3 separate regions of the Gossypium hirsutum genome follow, and all the other regions are linked to region 1. The links are chromatin contacts, called in public Hi-C maps. All regions are on one chromosome and are shown on one strand. The core of a region is the stretch at or near the end of the contact, and the rest is flanking DNA. Distances in the headings are between cores, read along the strand shown.

Region 1 (2,563 bases), core at 25-2,524:
GTGTTTCCTAATACTAAGTCAAAGACAAACAACAACCCAAGTCCTACGATTTACTCTTCTTTCCTTTCACTCCTATTTTTATACCTAAACAAATATGCTACCAAATAATTTTACAAAATAAAAGTGTGAGATTAGAGTTCAATTCATAGGTTTGTTCATGTGGTATTATAATGTGTGTGTTAGTAGGTAAGTTTAAACTTATATTGTATAAACAAATGAATTTAAAAATTTATATGAATTTTTTATTTTTAAATAAAAAGATTTTACTATCTAAAGTGAGATATATAATTTAATATTGATTTTTTGGTAATACAATTAACTTAGGAGGGCTTGCTTTTCAGCAATTTATTCTAGGGTTTTTTCAAAGATTCCATCTAACAAGAATTTTATTTTATTTACTTTTACCAATTCCTCATAGATTGTGAAAGAGTATTAGAGATAATTTTCCTAGTAAAAAAATTTAGTTATTAAATTTATTAGGCTTTAATGTCCAGGGGAACTGTTTTATATTTAAAAAATTCAATACTATAATATTAAGGTTGATGGTTCAAACTATAACTGTCTCTAAGTATCTCTATTGTTATTTATAAGTTTTGTATTAACATTTATTTCAAGTTTTGTAGTTACTTATCTTTATTGATTGAAGTACCCCTCCGGCAACTATACATGGTTTTATGTGGAGGCTAGGGATAAAATCTTAAAATAAGGACAATACCTTTAATTGTTAATGTCGAAGTTAATTTCCTTGAAGATGAAACTTCTCTTAGAAGAATTGATTCCTTGTCAACAATAATTTAAGATATTAACAGTATTTTAATTTTTTCTATTTTTAAAGAATATAATCTGTTAAATTAGTGGGATTTAAGTAAGGAAGAATACTAAATTTAAAATATATTTCAAATGTTGATTATACATTTTTAATATATGATGAATAAAAAAATCATATATAAAAATATATTTTAATTAATGATTTATATATTAAATTAAAAAAGTAATAAAATGATGGAATGTTAATAAAAATAAATTTTATTAGTGCAGTTTTAGATTATAAAGAAGATGAGGGCTGTCCACGTCATGGAAAAAGCCAATGGCACATTAGAAGAGCCACCTGTACATTATTATTATTATTAACCAAATTCTGTAGTTAAGTTAACCAGAAGAGGCGGTGAATTGTTAACCCAAGTTTCATAGTTGAGTGTCCTATCGTCCTCTGCTTCTCTCCCTATTCCTATATTATTTTCACTCTTTCCCTTCCTCCCTTCCCTTATATAATTCCCTCTCTCTAAATTAAAAGTTGCATATCTTTTAAAATTATACGCTGGCTTCTCATTTTCTCTCTTTCCTCACTTCCCTTGATTACCTTTTCTATATATCACAAAAATTTTGCAGTCTTTCTTTCAGACGCAAGCAGCAGGCACCTGTCCTAGAAACAGAGATCTTCTCAAGTTAGTTAAATAACGGTTTTTGCTATCCCCATTTTGCCCTTTCATCTTCTTCTTCTCCTTCATCGGAAGATGATTAGTTGGAACGATCTTTACACCGTTTTAACGGCGGTGATCCCACTGTACGTTGCTATGATCTTGGCTTACGGCTCCGTCCGTTGGTGGAAAATATTCACCCCCGACCAGTGCTCGGGTATCAACCGCTTTGTCGCCATATTTGCCGTTCCTCTCTTGTCTTTCCACTTCATTTCCACCAATGACCCTTACGCCATGAACTTCAGGTTCATAGCAGCCGACACCCTTCAAAAGCTCATCATGCTCTTCGTTCTTGGATTGTGGACTAATTTAACAAGGAACGGAAGCCTGGAATGGATGATCACCATTTTCTCTTTATCTACTCTCCCTAACACTCTAGTCATGGGTATTCCTCTTTTAATCGCTATGTACGGTCCCTACTCCGGGATGCTCATGGTCCAAGTCGTGGTTCTCCAGTGTATCATTTGGTACACCCTTCTTCTTTTCCTTTTGAGTACCGCGGTGCCAAAATCCTCATCATGGAGCAGTTTCCCGAAACTGCAGCTTCCATTGTTTCTTTCAAAGTTGATTCCGATGTGGTTTCACTTGACGGCCGCGATTTCCTCGAAACCGACGCTGAAATCGGGGAAGACGGCAAGCTACACGTTAAGGTCAGGAAATCTAATGCTTCCAGGAGGTCTTTGGGGCCGTGTTCCCTTCCTGCATTGACTCCCAGGCCTTCCAACCTCACCGGTGCTGAAATCTACAGTTTGAGCTCTTCAAGGAACCCCACGCCAAGAGGTTCCAATTTCAACAACTCCGATTTTTACTCCATGATGGGTGTTCAAGGATTTCCTGCAAGACACTCCAATTTCGGTCCAGCTGATTTATACTCTGTTCAATCCTCTAGAGGACCTACTCCAAGGCCATCCAATTTTGAAGAAAACAATACAGTAATGTCTCCACGATTCGGATTTTATCCAGCACAGACTGTTCCTTCATCCTACCCTGCTCCAAACCCTGAATTCTCATCCGTCACGAAGAACGCTAAAGCTACCCAACAACAACAGCAGCAGCCTAGGGAGAAGGAGAATAATAAAGAGAAT
Region 2 (2,563 bases), core at 17-2,516, 630 kb after region 1:
CATAACAAAAAATAAATAAAATTTTAAAATGATTAAATCAATAATTAAAAAAAAAAAGATAAAACCACAATCACAAATTGAAAAAAAAACTAAAATCAACCATTAAAAATATAGAAAAACACTAGAAAAAAATCAAAATTTGAAAATCTATAACCACCTTTTATCAAATTCTGAAATTTGATTAAAAATTAAAGAAATTAAAATTGAAATTGAAAAATTACCTACCTAAAAATTAAAAGAATTTAAAAAATTGACGGCATAAAAATAAAACAAAATTTGAAAGCAAATAAATAAAAGACGATTAAATTTAAAAAAAAAATTAAAATAATTTAAAATTTATAAAAAAGAAAACATGTTTGTTTATTTATTAAATTTTTTAATTTGTTAAGTAATTTAATTAAAATTAAATTAAGTTAGAGAAGATATTAAAGATGGATGAATATATAATAAGACTTGTATATTTTTAAAAATTGATGATATGATATTTTATTATTAATACTTAAAAGTTATATATTTTAAAATCATCTTATTTATTCTCATAAAACATATATATATAATTTAAATTCTACTTTTTGGATTAAGCATTTTCCAGAAACGAACCATATAAATCATCTCCTATGTTTCTCCAATATTAACTTTCTTTTTTTAGTCTTGCTCATTACCATTCAACTTAGATTTGCTTAGAAAGTAATTATTTTCGAGTGAAATAAAAATATTCCATAATCAGGTTAAAAACGTTATTTTATTATTTTATTATTTTTTAAATTAAATAAAAAAAACATTTGAAAATATCCTAATTTGCTTATAAAATTTTTTATTATATTGATTTTTTAGAATAAAATTTTATTATATTGATAATGAATAAGATAATGATTAAAAAAAAAGAGATTATCTGAATAACTACGTACAACTAACAATACGTATGCGATCCTAAAAATCCTGCTAAATTTCCTCATTTATGAGAGTTGATGCAAATACATTCATGTGAACACAGAAATCTTCAGACATTAAATTTATATTAATGATGTTATTACATTATTTTAGAGTAGACAAATCTAAGAAACTTTGACAAAATTAAGCTATTTTATTTTGCAAAAGTTTCAAAGACATCAAAGTTTTACTACAACACAATTAAAATAAAAATAAAAAATTCACGTCTATATGCAGCACATGCACGTGAATACAATAAAATAGACAGCCCCCAAACCAAATAAACGTTATCATATAATTATAAAAAAAATAAATGCATTATTAGGTGGTTATGAAACATGTGGTGCTGTCCTCGTGTGCGTGGCTTCATTCTACAGCATACAATGGGGCCAATATATACGCCATACCAGAGTTATCAGGATTTAAGCAAACATAATACCAAAAGAAAACAATTATTCCAAAATATGCATAAATCCAGTTTATTGAATCGTATTTTAACCCTTCAACGGCTTCAATCACTACCCTTTCTCCATTTTATATGATATATTATTGTTATTGCTCTTGATAGTGGTGCTGATGCAAAGTTTGTTTGCTCCCATTGATGAATCAGTGACTCCAAAGGGGTAGGGGTTTGGTCAGTGGATAAAATGGTGAAATTATGTTTTTGAGTCCCTCGTAAAAATCAGCAATTTAATTATATTATTATCTCTGACTTAGCCCATGCATTGATGAATAAAGTAGTGGAGAAAGTGGGAATAGGAGGAGCGGGGGCAATTAAGCCGTGGCTCGGACGGGAATGAATAGAAGGCAACAAAAAGGTAATAAAGACATCAGAGAGGGAGCGATGGTAGATGTAGGGTGAACCACGGACATGAGTCGCACCAGGGACCATTCCAGGGATTAGACTTTTGAGAAATGAAAAAGTGCCCCAATCCTTCCTTTTGGCATACCAACCCATCACATTTCACATTTTTAATATCAATCTTTTGGGACGCATCTTCTCAAGTAACCCATGCCCTTGTCCTTTCTTTTTTGCACTCTTCTTTCTCTTTTTTCTTCCCCTTCACCCTTTTTTGCTCAACTTGGTTCAAACACAGAGAAACGACTACATCTACTATATAGCTAAGTGTGGGTCTCTTTTTTTGTGTGTGTGTGCTTTCAAACTCAATGCTGGACCACTTCGATGAAACATGATTCATCGGTGGTGAAACACTTTTCTTAGAATAGGTTCACAAAGTCAGCCAGTCCATGTGGTTGGAACACTAGTTTCTGTCCACAACTGGATAAGATCCTTTTATTCTTCATTCAAAACTAAATGGTAATGTGTTAAAGTTAAAGGAATTGCCATTTCATGTTTTTTAAAAAAGAAAGGTAATTGCATTAAAAGAGCTTACAAATTTTTAACTATCAAAGATAATATTAGCTACTAATTAATATGAAAGCTCAAGACACCACGTAAGGACGGTCAAAATTGAGCCCATGGACATGGGGCTGCAAAAATGGTTCAAGCTTATATTTGGGCCTCAGTTTTGGGCAATTGAAAATTACTATCTTACTCTTATTAGATGGCAATGGAGTGGGATGAAACAATTCCTATGATCAAATTTTTAGCACTCAGCTGTAGTACTTATTC
Region 3 (2,563 bases), core at 30-2,529, 610 kb after region 1:
CAATTATACTTCTATAATATTTTATACTTTAATAATTCAGTTGTTAAATTTATCAATATAACAGTACTTATTGTACATATGCTTTTCAAAACGGTCTAATCTTTAATATTGATAAAAATATTATTTTTATTAATATATTTGTAATGGGTGAATTTTTTTACATAAAATAAATAAATAATATTTTATTTTATTTTATTCAAAAATTGACATATAAAATTTATGTGAATGAAACATTAATTAATTATAATAATTAAAATATTAATCATATATAAAATTATAAAAAAAATTGTACCACAAGTTAATCTCTGTCATATATAATATATGTTCTTTTTTGCTGCCTTTTAATATAACCTGTATGTTCACACTGATGAATTACAAAATTCAGCTGTCGTACTTCACAGTCCCCATCATCATCATCATCATTATTATTATTTATGATAAAAGATAAATTTAACTCCTAATATTTATTTATTTTGTTATTTTAATCCTTATTTTTTAGGGTCATTTTAGCATTTAACCTTTCAAATTTAGTTAAACTGCTTGTTTTTTGGTGAAAAATGTGACTGAATTGTTAAAATTTTAGCATCATTGATGTAGTTACTAGTGTGACAATTTATGTATATTTCATAAAAATTCAAAAAAATATATATAACTATTTAAAAAAATTAACAAATTTTAAAAAAAATATTTTTTTTAAAAAATTTTCCATATTAATAGTAAAATATACATAAAATACCATGTGAACTTCCACATCAATGTCACTAATTTTTTAACAGTCCGGTCAATTTTTTAATCAAAAAGCAAGTAATTAAATTAAAATTTAGAAGTTTAGGGTCAAAATAACCCATAAAAAAATAAATACCAAAATTAAAAAAAAATGTTGAGTTCTAAAATAATTTTTATACCTTTATTCCCCATATCCAAATTTAGGTAAAATTAAAGAAAAAGAGTGACTCATATTTGGCAGTAAAATTGGAACTTGTGTTTTCATTTCAAGTTCGTTAAATACCAAAAGCATATAAAATTATATGTATAAAAACAGGAGTTAGGGGCTATGGTTTTATTTTTATATAACTCTTCAGACTACATAGAAGGAAATATGATTAAATCAAATATGGTAACGTCAACAGATAAAGTTCAATCCAAACAGAAAAAAGACAATGACCACATGATAATGATCGGACGTACCATGTGATTCGGGGGTCAATCAATACAGTACGTGCAAACATTGGCAGCATGGACCGAACATCGAAATCTAAACCCTAAAGTGAAATGGACAGATCGGGTATTTCGTGGTTAAAAAAGAATCCCATCATCATCATCCATCATCATCGACGTACTTAATGTGCATTGCATGCAAGCACATGTGGCTCAAACTCGTCGAAGAGTTCCACTTTCCTGTGTATGCCCATACCCTCATCATGTTCATTGCGGTGTTTTATTAGAGGCATACATATATACATTGCAGCAACAAACTGAAGCTAAAGAAGAAAAAGCTAATAACACCAGTGCTAGAATTATTGCCAGTTGGGAGTGTGAGAGAAGAAGGGGGGGGGGGCGAATCAATGTAAGGATAAGAATTCCAACTAAGGTAGGGACAATTGGTTGAGAAGGAAGTTTGGTATCAAATCAAATTTGGGGACAAATTTTTTCTTGGTCAAATTTTAGGGAAAAAATCCCATATTTCATAATAATTAATTTAATTTTAAGGATAGATTTCAACTTAAAGGTATAAAGTTTAGGGACGTATTTACATGACTGTTGAAAAGTAATGTATATTGAAGGATTTGAATCCAAAACTTGGAAGAATTCTATTTAAATTAGAAATTGGATGGCTTTTTTTATGGCTTAATCGTTTTGTTGGCTCTCAAATTTTTTCAAAAAATTAATTAAACTCTTTAGAGGCAAATTCAGTCCCCCTAAAATAAAAAATTATTGTTTTGGTTTTTTAAAAAATTTTAAAATTTTAAATTAGTAAAGATAAAATTACACTTTGACTCCTTTAAAATTATAAAAATTTAATTTAATCTTTTAAAAATTATAAAGATTTAGACTATTAAATATTCAAATTTCATTTCGGCCCCCTAAAATATATTTCTAGCTTCGCTCCTAAACTCTTTTGAACTTTTTACAACTAATTGAGCCATTAAACTAATAAAATTGGCCAAGTATAATAAGCTCTTTGATTGACATGACCGTTAACGACATTGATATGACACTCTATGTACGATTAATATATTCATACATTTAATCGTATATGCATGCAAACTCAATCAAATATATTATTACATAGAGTATCATGTCAGTGCTATTATCGATCACGTCAATAGTACTATAACGGTCAACGTTAGTTAAAAATAGATAATTTTGTTTATTCAAGATTTAATTGGGAGAAAAATTTTAAAAAAAACTTAATTAATTTTTTTAAAATTGTTGGAAACGAAAATACGATTAAACTTTTTCTATAATTATTAATATAATTGTATGTTAAGCTTTTTGGGGTGTGGCCTTTCCCAAAGTGCCTTTACCTTGCAAGAAAACTTCGAGTGTATGGTCAGAGTTT

The links. A called contact is a pair of places that touch in the nucleus more often than the background predicts.
Region 2: a contact with region 1 is called in a Hi-C map of leaf, with 1.8 times the contacts expected there. The contact joins the enhancer-like site here to the promoter of LOC107934295 in region 1. A contact is called at or near these places in 2 of 34 Hi-C or Micro-C datasets (leaf and petal).
Region 3: a Hi-C map of leaf shows a contact between it and region 1, with 3 times the contacts expected there. The contact joins the enhancer-like site here to the promoter of LOC107934295 in region 1. A contact is called at or near these places in 6 of 34 Hi-C or Micro-C datasets (callus and leaf).

Annotation. Positions count from the first base shown.
Region 1 is chrA01:91,106,131-91,108,693 of Gossypium_hirsutum_v2.1, forward strand. It overlaps LOC107934295 (auxin efflux carrier component 3), which reads left to right and starts at 1,275. Exons shown (of 7, transcript XM_016866676.2): 1 at 1,275-1,962; 2 at 1,965-2,563. The coding sequence starts at 1,515.
Region 2 is chrA01:91,734,480-91,737,042 of Gossypium_hirsutum_v2.1, forward strand. No RefSeq gene overlaps it. Among protein-coding and RNA genes, the nearest start is that of LOC121206700, 230 kb to the right of the region's middle. Within about 2 kb of position 1,267, at least 5 of the 9 cell types and tissues checked have an H3K27ac peak or open chromatin away from gene starts, as enhancers often do. A contact at or near this core is called in leaf, where this site is marked.
Region 3 is chrA01:91,712,267-91,714,829 of Gossypium_hirsutum_v2.1, forward strand. No RefSeq gene overlaps it. Among protein-coding and RNA genes, the nearest start is that of LOC121206924, 220 kb to the left of the region's middle. Within about 2 kb of position 1,280, at least 2 of the 9 cell types and tissues checked have an H3K27ac peak or open chromatin away from gene starts, as enhancers often do. A contact at or near this core is called in leaf, where this site is marked.